Linked DNA regions of Rattus norvegicus: all the other regions are linked to region 1. Evidence: chromatin contacts called from public Hi-C data. All regions are on one chromosome and are shown on one strand. The core of a region is the stretch at or near the end of the contact, and the rest is flanking DNA. Distances in the headings are between cores, read along the strand shown. Region 1 holds the start of Sox4 (SRY-box transcription factor 4). Region 2 overlaps LOC134482707 (a long non-coding RNA gene). Region 3 overlaps LOC134482707 (a long non-coding RNA gene).

The links. Hi-C and Micro-C count contacts between places; a contact is called where the count stands out from the background.
Region 2: a contact with region 1 is called in a Hi-C map of psoas muscle, with 4 times the contacts expected there. The contact joins the enhancer-like site here to the promoter of Sox4 in region 1. A contact is called at or near these places in 6 of 12 Hi-C or Micro-C datasets (the A7r5 cell line, the Rat2 cell line, Schwann cells and 3 more).
Region 3: a Hi-C map of Schwann cells shows a contact between it and region 1, with 5 times the contacts expected there. The contact joins the enhancer-like site here to the promoter of Sox4 in region 1. A contact is called at or near these places in 2 of 12 Hi-C or Micro-C datasets (Schwann cells and mammary epithelial cells).

The regions. Positions count from the first base shown.
Region 1 is chr17:35,874,854-35,878,095 of GRCr8, reverse strand. It overlaps Sox4 (SRY-box transcription factor 4), which reads right to left and starts at 1,798. Exons shown (of 1, transcript NM_001271205.1): 1 at 1-1,798. The coding sequence starts at 1,142.
Region 2 is chr17:36,062,190-36,065,431 of GRCr8, reverse strand. All of the region lies in intron 3 of LOC134482707 (a long non-coding RNA gene), which reads right to left. Among named protein-coding and RNA genes, the nearest start is that of Rpl29l1, 140 kb to the right of the region's middle. Within about 2 kb of position 1,636, at least 22 of the 93 cell types and tissues checked have an H3K27ac peak or open chromatin away from gene starts, as enhancers often do. A contact at or near this core is called in the A7r5 cell line and Schwann cells, where this site is marked.
Region 3 is chr17:36,016,769-36,020,010 of GRCr8, reverse strand. The region is part of intron 2 of LOC134482707 (a long non-coding RNA gene); the gene reads right to left. Among named protein-coding and RNA genes, the nearest start is that of Rpl29l1, 90 kb to the right of the region's middle. Within about 2 kb of position 1,525, at least 2 of the 93 cell types and tissues checked have an H3K27ac peak or open chromatin away from gene starts, as enhancers often do. A contact at or near this core is called in Schwann cells, where this site is marked.

The DNA.
Region 1 (3,242 bases), core at 549-3,048:
TCAAAGTTTGAGCTGGGGTTCAGGTCGAGCAGGTCATCTTCGAACTCATCATCGGACGACGAAGAGCCCGAGGAAGAGGAGGAGGATGAGGAGAGCGACGAGGACGCGTGCGAGGGCGCGCTGGACGGGGCGGGCGAGGCTGCACGTAGGCTGGCGTAGCCGCGGTGGTCAGCGGGCGATCGGCTGGCGGCGGGCGATGATGCTGCGCTGCTACGGCCGCTCAGACTCCGGCCATCGGGCGAGCATCCCGGGCCCCCATCTTCGTATAACCCCAGTGGATCGCTGGGGTCGGCGCTCGCTCCCAGGCCCCCGACCGGGGATGCCGAAGCGCCCAGGCTTCCGAACAGGTAAACGCGCTTCACCTTCTTGTCGGCAGGGTGTTTGGCGGGGGTGGCCAGCGCGCTGGACGGCGAGGAGGAGGCGGCCGGGGTGGCCGCGCTGGGAGTCCGCACCTTGTAGACGGCCGCGGGCTCCCCCAGGGGCAGCAGGGCGGCCTGCTCCGGAGAGAACGATGCAGCCGCCTTACCGCCGCCCGCCGGGACGAACTTGGCGTGGGGCTTGCCGACCGAGCTGCCCGCCACCTTGGGGCCGCAGCTCTTCTTGGGCGCGGGCTTGGAGCTGCCGCCCGCGCCACCCCCCGCGTGGCCGCTTCCCGCGTGGCCGCTGCCGCCGGCGACCTTGTCGCCCTTCTCCCCAGGTTTGGCTGTGGCCGCCGATCCCGCGCCCGTGTTGCCCGACTTCACCTTCTTTCGCGGCCGGTACTTGTAGTCAGGGTAGTCAGCCATGTGCTTGAGGCGCAGCCGCTCCGCCTCCTGGATGAACGGGATCTTGTCGCTGTCCTTGAGCAGCTTCCAGCGTTTGCCCAGCCGCTTGGAGATCTCGGCGTTGTGCATGTCGGGCGACTGCTCCATGATCTTGCGCCGCTCGATCTGCGACCACACCATAAAGGCGTTCATGGGCCGCTTGATGTGGCCACTGGGCGTCTTGCACCAGCTAGGGTCGTCCGCCTTGCCACCCGTGGACGCCGTGGAGCCGGGCGTCGGGGAGGACGCGATGCCCAGCTCCAGGCCGGCGCCCGAGTCTGAGCTCTCCCCAGCCAGCAAAGCCTCCGTGTTCTCCGCGTTGTTGGTCTGTTGTACCATGGCCCCGGCTTGCCGGGCGCCCACGCGCGCTCACACGCTCGCGGCGCGGTCGCCGGGCCCTGCGGGCTCCCCGGGGCGGAGACCAGGGTCCCCTGAGCAGCGCGCGGGCCAGGGGCGGCCGCCTCCCGCCGCCAACCTAGAGTCTCCGAGGCCCTCCGTCCTCCCTCACCGCTGAAGTTCTCCCTGCGGGCACCGAGGCTGGAGTCGGCCGCGGCGAGGAGTTTCTCCAAACGTTGGTAGCCGGAGTATCTTCCAAACGCAAGTTTCTCGCCGCCTCCGGGGCAAGTCTTTCCCCCACCCCTTTCCCCTGAAGCAGTCGATTGCAGTTCACGAGAGCTCGCGGTAGCTCAGGAAAGCGACATCGTCTCTAGCGCCTAAGTCCCTTTCCTGCAGAGCAAAGCCAAAGCGACTCTGGCTCCGGGACTCTCTGTGGGCGGAATCGGTGCTGAGGAGTTGGTGCAATTATTTTGTTGCAAGGTAGGAAGCCAAGAAGCTTGCATGCAACAGACCGGCATGAATAAATGTATGTTTCTCCCTCCCTCCTGCAAGAAGGAGAGCTGGTTACCGGCAGAGTTCCCCCACTGCAGACTCTCTAAGAAACAGCGTGCAAGAACTGGAAACCGGGAGGGAGACGGCCCTCTTTCCCTCACTCTGTTTCTCTGGCTGCAGCTTAGAGCAGACCCCAATTCCGCCTCGCGCTTCTTTATCCTTTCGCAGACAGCCAATCAGCCGCTGTAACTAACGCTTCCTCGTGCCAAGCCCCTCCCCCGTCCTTCCCATTGGCTTGGAACCCGATGCAATAATAATCTCCGCGTGCAATGAGAAGCTCCAAATCTGACCTCATTCCAATTTACAGAGCAAACTTTTTAAAAGGGCTAGAAGTACAGCTGAGATTTCTGCTGCCTCTTTTCCCCCCTTTTGCTGGGCGCGCGCGCGCGCGTGCGTGCCTGTGTGTGTGTGTGTGTGTGTGTGTGTGTGTGTGTGTGTGTGCGCGCGCGCGCGCGTGTGTGAAGAGGATGTTAATGCATGAAGTTATTAAGGGGAGAGACGGAAATGTATTCTAGCCATTATGTTAGATAACAAGGGGCTTGGAGGGGGGGTAAGGGTGAAATACTGTAAATGGAAGCTTTCTGCTTAAAAGCCGAGTGATTATTTTTATTAGTTCTTTTCAGCCCAGGAATAAAGAATCAGCCTTTGGTGCAAAATCTCTTTTCTTAGCTCCTTCTTAAAGCTAGAGATGTAAGTGGGGGGAGCCACAATAATAAATCAATGGATATTGAAAACCATTAAGAAAGTGGCACCTAGACACCTGTCATCACAATTATTTTAACAACTCCATGTTCAGAACAGACGTTGGTGTATTGTGTAAATCCCTTCAGGATGCTATCTGTGCTGTTTGTGAAAGGCAGTTTTTCCCCCTTTTCAGTAATTGCTTACTCTTTTTGCCAAACAGAGGTTAACTAGTTATTTAATGATTTCAGCTCCCCTATAAATCCTGGGTAGGCCAAACAAGATTTTCTGTGGAAAGCCAAGGCAGTGGCCCATAATTACCTCAATAAGAGACTTTGTATGATTTTTGTATAGGGCGATCATGGTGAATACAGGATGGGATTGACTTCACTTTCTAAATGTTTGTTTTCCACAATTTCCAAAGGATAGATGGGTTCCTTTGACCCACCTCCTTGTTTTCTTACTCATTTTATCTGCAGCCTGTGCTACTTGAAGCAAATGGGCCTAGAAGACTAAGGAAAAGAGAAGGGGGTGGCAAAGGAGAGTGGAGCTGCTGCACCTACCTCAAGCCCCACCCCTGATCTTTCTTTCCAAATCTCAATTGTCCACCTCTTCTGTGCTTCGGGAACCCCATGGGCTTGTGTTAGTGGCTGGTGAGTGTGTGATTATAAACCACTGATGTGTGTCCTGAGCCCTCTGTGGATTCTAACCTGAGTTCCTTCCTAATGCAAATGCCACTTCTAGTAAAAGCGGCATGACATTCAAGAGACTAAGAAGGAAGATGGGTACTGATGGTGAAACATAATCAAAATCCTGTCGGCTGGTCCCCGTTTGTTACCTCAGTACTTGGGAGGTGCCATCAGGAAGATC
Region 2 (3,242 bases), core at 387-2,886, 190 kb before region 1:
CTCTGTGAAATCTTAATGACTGAAGTGACAGCTAGTGGTCTGGAGAGAGAACTCAGCTGGTTAAGTGCTTCCTGTGCAAACATGAAGACCTGAGTTCTATCCCAACTTACAAGAAAAAAGCCAGGCATGGTGACAGTCATCTGGACGGTGGGGAGAAGGAGATAGGAGGATTCCTAGAGTGGGCTGCCCTGCTCATCTTGCTGAAGCAATGAGGAGCTCCAGTTGACTGTTCCGTGTTCAGTGGGACCCACTACCTCATAAATAAAGACATTGCCATGTGGCTAAAATCTGGCAGTGCTCGGCAGAGACTGAATTTTGTTTCCAGCAACTATGTCTGACTCTCACCCCAGGGAATTTGACATCTCTGGCCTCTGTGGGCACTGCACTTCAGTGTACAAACCCACACTCGTACTTACACATGTATACATAATATAAAAAAATAAAAATGAATATTAAATCTAAAGAGTAATAATATATAAAGAAACTAAAACAGAGGAAGACACCGATAATCAATCTGTGGCCTGTATGTGCACTCACATATACCTGAACTCATATACATGCATACACCATACACCAACACACACACACACACACACACACACACACACACACACACACAACGACAACAAGAAGCCTCTATTACTAATGACCCATTAATAAGTAATGTAGGCTGGAGTTTGAGAGAGCCTGTGTTTAGCATACACAAAGCCCTGGGTTTTCCAGAACCAAAAATAAGGAAATGTTACTAACTGGCCTTTTAAATTCTACCATTCCAAGACCCCAGACTTTGTCACGCTCTCACACAAGAGGGTGACAGTTGCTTTGCTTTCTACAACAGGGCTAAGGATGCTTTTTTAAGTAGTTCAAGCCACAAGCAGGGTATTAACAGAAGGAAAATACTGAAGCGGGTAACAGAACTGGTTAACCGTGCCCTAAGGCCTCTACCATTAGTGAATTTTAGAGATGTCTTAACTCACTACTCATAATTGTCCCTGAAAAAAAAAAATATATTCTCTCATGTCAAGTGGAGGAAGAAACAGAGTTCAGGTTTAATAGAAGGCAAAGGGGAAGGGTGAAGGCGAGAGCAGGAGTTCACAGTAAAGCCAGAGCAGAGGGGGAGCCAGGCACACACTTTATGAGCTCAGACAAGACAGAGGAAAACCCTTCCCTCTGCAGCCTTCTCCTTGCTATCTGCCCTCACCCCCAGGTCTGAAGTAAACCTGAGCCAGGAGCCTCCTGGTGCTGCAACCCTCCTGTACTTAGAGCCTCAGACTCAGCCAGCAGCTTTTGGAGCCTCAAGGTCATAGCTAGGGTTGGTACACACACACACACACACACACACACACGAAAATAGGTTGGGAAGCAAGAATAAAGGAAAGAGTTGCTTGGCAAACTAATATCCATGGAGAATTAGCTTCTGAAAGTCTGAGCAAACAGTTCACACCATAAAACAGCTGCTGCTAACCATCTGCAGGTCCTAATCAACACACACACACACACACACACACACACACACACACACACACACACACTTCTGTCCTGTGGGGCCCTGGCTCTTAGCTATTTCCTGTCCCCTTCAACCCCCTAAGCATTCTTGGTCAAAGACTAAGTCACAAACTTACAGGCATTTACAGTGCTTTCCTAGAGTGGATTCTGTCCAAGATGTCATGACAGTAATGGAAAAGAGCATGTAGGCCTTCCAGTTCTGGCGTCTGCTCACCACTTGCAAAAACTGTCTCCCCTACCTTACTCACTGGTTCCTTCAGGTCCAGTCGGTGAACTGGACCAAATCAAATCATTTCTAGAATCACTGTATCACATTTTATTTAGTCTTTCTGTTTCTTTCCCCAGCCTCAAACTAATGGCTCTATGCCAAAGGGGGTGGTGGGGGGAGAAGAAGTTGCTGTTTGAGAAAGTATCGGCATGCCTGGCTCCTGCCAAAGTTTACAGCATAGTTCTATCCTGAGCCACAGCGAGGATGGGCCGTTGTGGGGGAGGGAAGTGGAGCCAGGCAGCTGTTTTTTCAATAAACTCTAGCAGAAACCCTCCCACTTCCTGCACTGGCTTCAGCGACCCCAGCAGAGAGGAGGCAGCCAGCGAGATCTTATTCCTCCAAGACTCAGGCTACTGCCTCCCTGACTCTGACCCTCCTCCACAACTGACCAAGGTCCCTTTCTGATCCGCCCCTCAACCTCAGGAGGGCAGCCAGAGGGTTTGTCCCAGCTCCTTTGAATGTTTATTCCTGGTCCCCTGCTCCCAGGAGAGATTCACCTCCTCTCCCTAACCTTAGCCCTCCCCATGCTCCACCCTCCAGCCCGGGTGTCCTAGCTCTGAGGCACACCAGGCATCAGTGCAAAGGCAGGGAAGGGAGTGCATTTCTCATCCCACACCTTCCAAGAAAGGGCTGGCCTTCCTCTCTGCAGCTGTGGTCAACAGTCCCAGGGCTCCTCAGACCAGCCTTTCCTCAGTCAAAGCCTCTGGGTTCAGTCTCCTTTCTGGAGTGGAAAGGGGGGCAAGAACATGAGAAGGCATGAAAAAGCTGCTGCACCCACCAGCACGAGGCCGCTCAGTCAGCCCAAAAGCTCTAATTTGTTAACCTAGAAACCCCTGGGGCATTGCAATCAAAGAGGGCCCCACCCAGCAGCACCTCTGATTACTTTTTTCCCTTCTAGTGGGCAAGCAGAGAAGAGGGAAAATCAGGACAACTGTGTGCAAAACAGAACTACTCCATAACACGGACTTGGCTCTCACAAGACCCAGATTACAGACTCAACACCTCCATGTCTGTCCAGATGGAAGGGGGAAAATACAGGGTGCAACCTAGATCCAGCTGCCCAGACAGCCTGCCAACTGGAGCATCAGTACAGCCTCAAATTGCTCCTCAGGCCCCAGATGGCTTTTTCGTTCCTTCCTTTTAAAGTTCTTTAAGGTTTTCTAGTTCATATTGGTAAACTGACTCTTTCATATTCTGGCTTTAACAGTGTGCAAATCAATGCACAATGAAACCTCGGTGTGAAAGGGCCTGGCGTAAGCATAAAAGTATATACATAGTGACTGTGCATGGAAATCAACCTTTCTTTTAAAAAGTCTCAAATCTTTCTTAAATGACTGAACAGTAACCAAAGAATGAACATTGTTATGTCATAGATCTGTTAATGATTAAAAAAAATAAACAATTCAGGCTTGGGGAGATGGCTCAGTCCATAAAGTGAGGGCAAATGTGATGTCCTCAGTTTGATCCC
Region 3 (3,242 bases), core at 276-2,775, 140 kb before region 1:
TTCCAATAAATAAATAAATAAATAAATAAATAAATAAATAAATAAAAGCTGACAACAGAAAAAGAATTACAACAGTTTTTGTAAAAATTCACCTTGCCTCCCCCCCATAAAATATGGGTTTAAGATGAAATCTGTCTTTCACTTGAGAGAAGAGGACAAGAGACAATAAAAAGGATATAGGCTTAAATGAGGAGAAGTCTTTACATCATCATTTAGTTTTCCATTTTAATTAAACTTGAATTCCAAATGATGGCGAGTTTATTAACAAGATAATTCTTTGTAAGTCAGTGCCACACAGGTTCTTGAAGAGTTTTATGGTTTGTCAATATCAAACGGCAGAGAGTAATCTAAGAATTTAGTGAGCCAATAAAATGAAAGGCAGTCATAGTACACCCACAGTCACCGAGAACTCCCTGGGGGGCTAAGGTTTCTTTCAACACTACCAATTAAGGCAAGAGCTCCGGCACTGAATTTTCCATTTGTACCTCAGTTCCCCTGATCCCTCTTTCCAACTGACACATATTCACCTATGTTCAGGCATGCATGTGAGCGCTGTGTACTGGGAGAGATGGAATTCAGGTTGTTTTTACAACTGGAAAATGTCTACACATTGCATACACATAGGAGCACATCAGATGGTTGAAATAAATCGCAAATCACCAAGACTTACTCTTTACTTATGTGCTCTGTGTACTTCAAATAAGCATGCTTACTGCAGTGCTGTCTTCAAGATGGTCTCTACCTGAAGACTACAGCCCCTATGAAGAGACAATGCAAAGATTCAATACTCTCTGTCATGACAAATGTCCCATTTAGGTCACGCTTGCGTGAGCTTGCATGCAATGGTGTGCATATAAGACAAAGCTAGATACACAGCAAAATGGACTGAGGGGAAATGCTTAAGAAGTGAACGCATGATCACTTGAAAATTCAGGACAATGCAACCCAACACAAGCTCTCCTTGGGATGCTTTATATCAAGGAACTAAAAACACAACAGAATTCACTACATTCCTGAGTAAAATTTAACATCGCGGTGGCAGATAGCTCTCAGTTTAAGAATAGCCATTCAAGATGTTAGGATAATCGTTTATTTTCTCTACCACTATATTATTTTAATTCAATATTTATGGGGGGAAAGGATATTGAGCCAAATAGTATAACTCAAACTTCTAATTCCTCAGACCAGGAAGTATTTCTGTCAAACAGGAAATGAGCACCTCACAAAGCTATTCCCTACAGTGAACCAGAAACTGGCCTGCCTTCGATACACTTTACCACAAAAACCAGCACTGGAAATGTGCATGCTCACACAACATGAGCTTCCATATCGCACCAACACCCTTTCACACAATACAAGCATGCATTTATTTATGACATAAGCTTTCATATAGCACCAACATCCCTTCACATCACAGAAGCGCGCGCGCGCGCACACACGCGCGCGTGCACACACACACACACACACACACACACACACACACACACTGTTATAGCTACAGTTTTGAACCAAGTTAAATGACGTCTAGTCCAAAGTCACCACAGGCCATGACATAAAGACCAAATGCAGAGGGCCTTGAGGGTTGAATAAACCCATTGTCCCTTTTCAAACAAGAAAGCTGTATTCACATGAAACCAGAGTAAAAGTTAGAATAGAATAAAGCCTGAAAATTCAGAAGCCAGTCAGAAGCAACTGAAACCCACTCACATTTTTACTGGACAGTTTCTGAGCTTTGTACTACACTTCGCTTCCATCACAAAATGAAAATATGGGGCCGGTGAAAATGCCCGAGGATAAGAGTCTGCTGTAAGAAGAACTGAGGATAGCACTCTGCTGTAAGAAACCCTGTTTTCTCTTTTTATTTTGTCCTGTTTAAACCACTTCACATATTTAAAGACGTAAAGAACAAACTGAAGAGTTCGACCTGCTAAGTATTCTTATCATTTTTAAGAATTATTGTTATTTTATTTCATTATGTGTATGTGTCTGTACTAGTGGATGCTATATGTGTGTGGGTGACCTCAGAGGCTACAAGAGGGTATTGGATGCCCTGGAACTAGAGTTACCGGTAGTTGTAAGATACCTGGATGCTGAAAGCTGAGCGTGAGTCCTCCAGAAGAACAGAAAGCACTCAACCACTGAGCCATCTCTCCAGCCCCCCAAGCATTTGATTTTATGCTCTGCTTAAAGATACAAATCAAAGGTAGGCATGGCAGCACACATCTTTAATCTCAGCACTTAGAAAGCAGAGGCAGGCAGATCTGAGGCCAGCCTGGTTTACAGAGTGAGTTCCAGGACAGCCAGGGCTACACAGAGGAAGACACTCCATCTCGAAAAACATAGAAGGTGAGTCAAATTAGAATAATGTACATATTACTGCTTCATATGATTTATTAATCAACTACATATAAACTGCCCTATTTAACGCCTGTAAAGAACATGTCAAGTCTGTACCATAGATGAGATATTATATTTTCTCACTGGCCAACGGCTCTGTTCACCACCCTCACACTGTTACAGAAATCTCAACTAATACATCCCACACCCTGCATAAATCTAAAAGCTAATTCTCTGCCCTCTTTGCATAAGGGGACTTTGCATAAGGGTACCACCAGTGTACCTCTCAGAGGGGAAACTGCAGAAGAAAACTATAACTGGCGTAGGCTAGATTTGATCTCACTAATAAGGACACCATCTAAGTGTCCACTTTAGGGGAAAATCAGTGATTTACTTCCAGGCTGTCTCCTGAGGCTGAAGCGAGGCTTTCAGCACGGCATTCAGCACTTGACACACAAGAAGACAGTATCCTCTCTAGGCCTGCCCCTTACGATGGATTTGAACACTGTTCTCTAACTCGGTGCCTAGTTCTTCAGCCCTCCCAAAGAAACGCTGAACTTTACCCTGTCAGTAAATCCATCTTGTACTTAATCCAAGTTTGTTTCTGTTGCTTACAGTTAGAGACACCGATTCAAATATGTACTGGGATTATACAGTAGTTATTACTCTTTGGGGAATCTCTAGGCAAGTCCTAACTGATGCACTGGACTCAACAAAGGAAAACTTTGCAAAAAGAGGAACAATACAGTGGGTAGCAAGCCTTGCAGTGCAAAGGCCCTGAGACAGAAAAGCAGAACACCTGATCTTCCCCACGAAGGGCATAGAGAAGAACATCAGGAAACGGGGCAAAGAAGGGACAGACGCCAGTACACGGTTCATGACCAGGCTTGCTTCTACAGCGCATG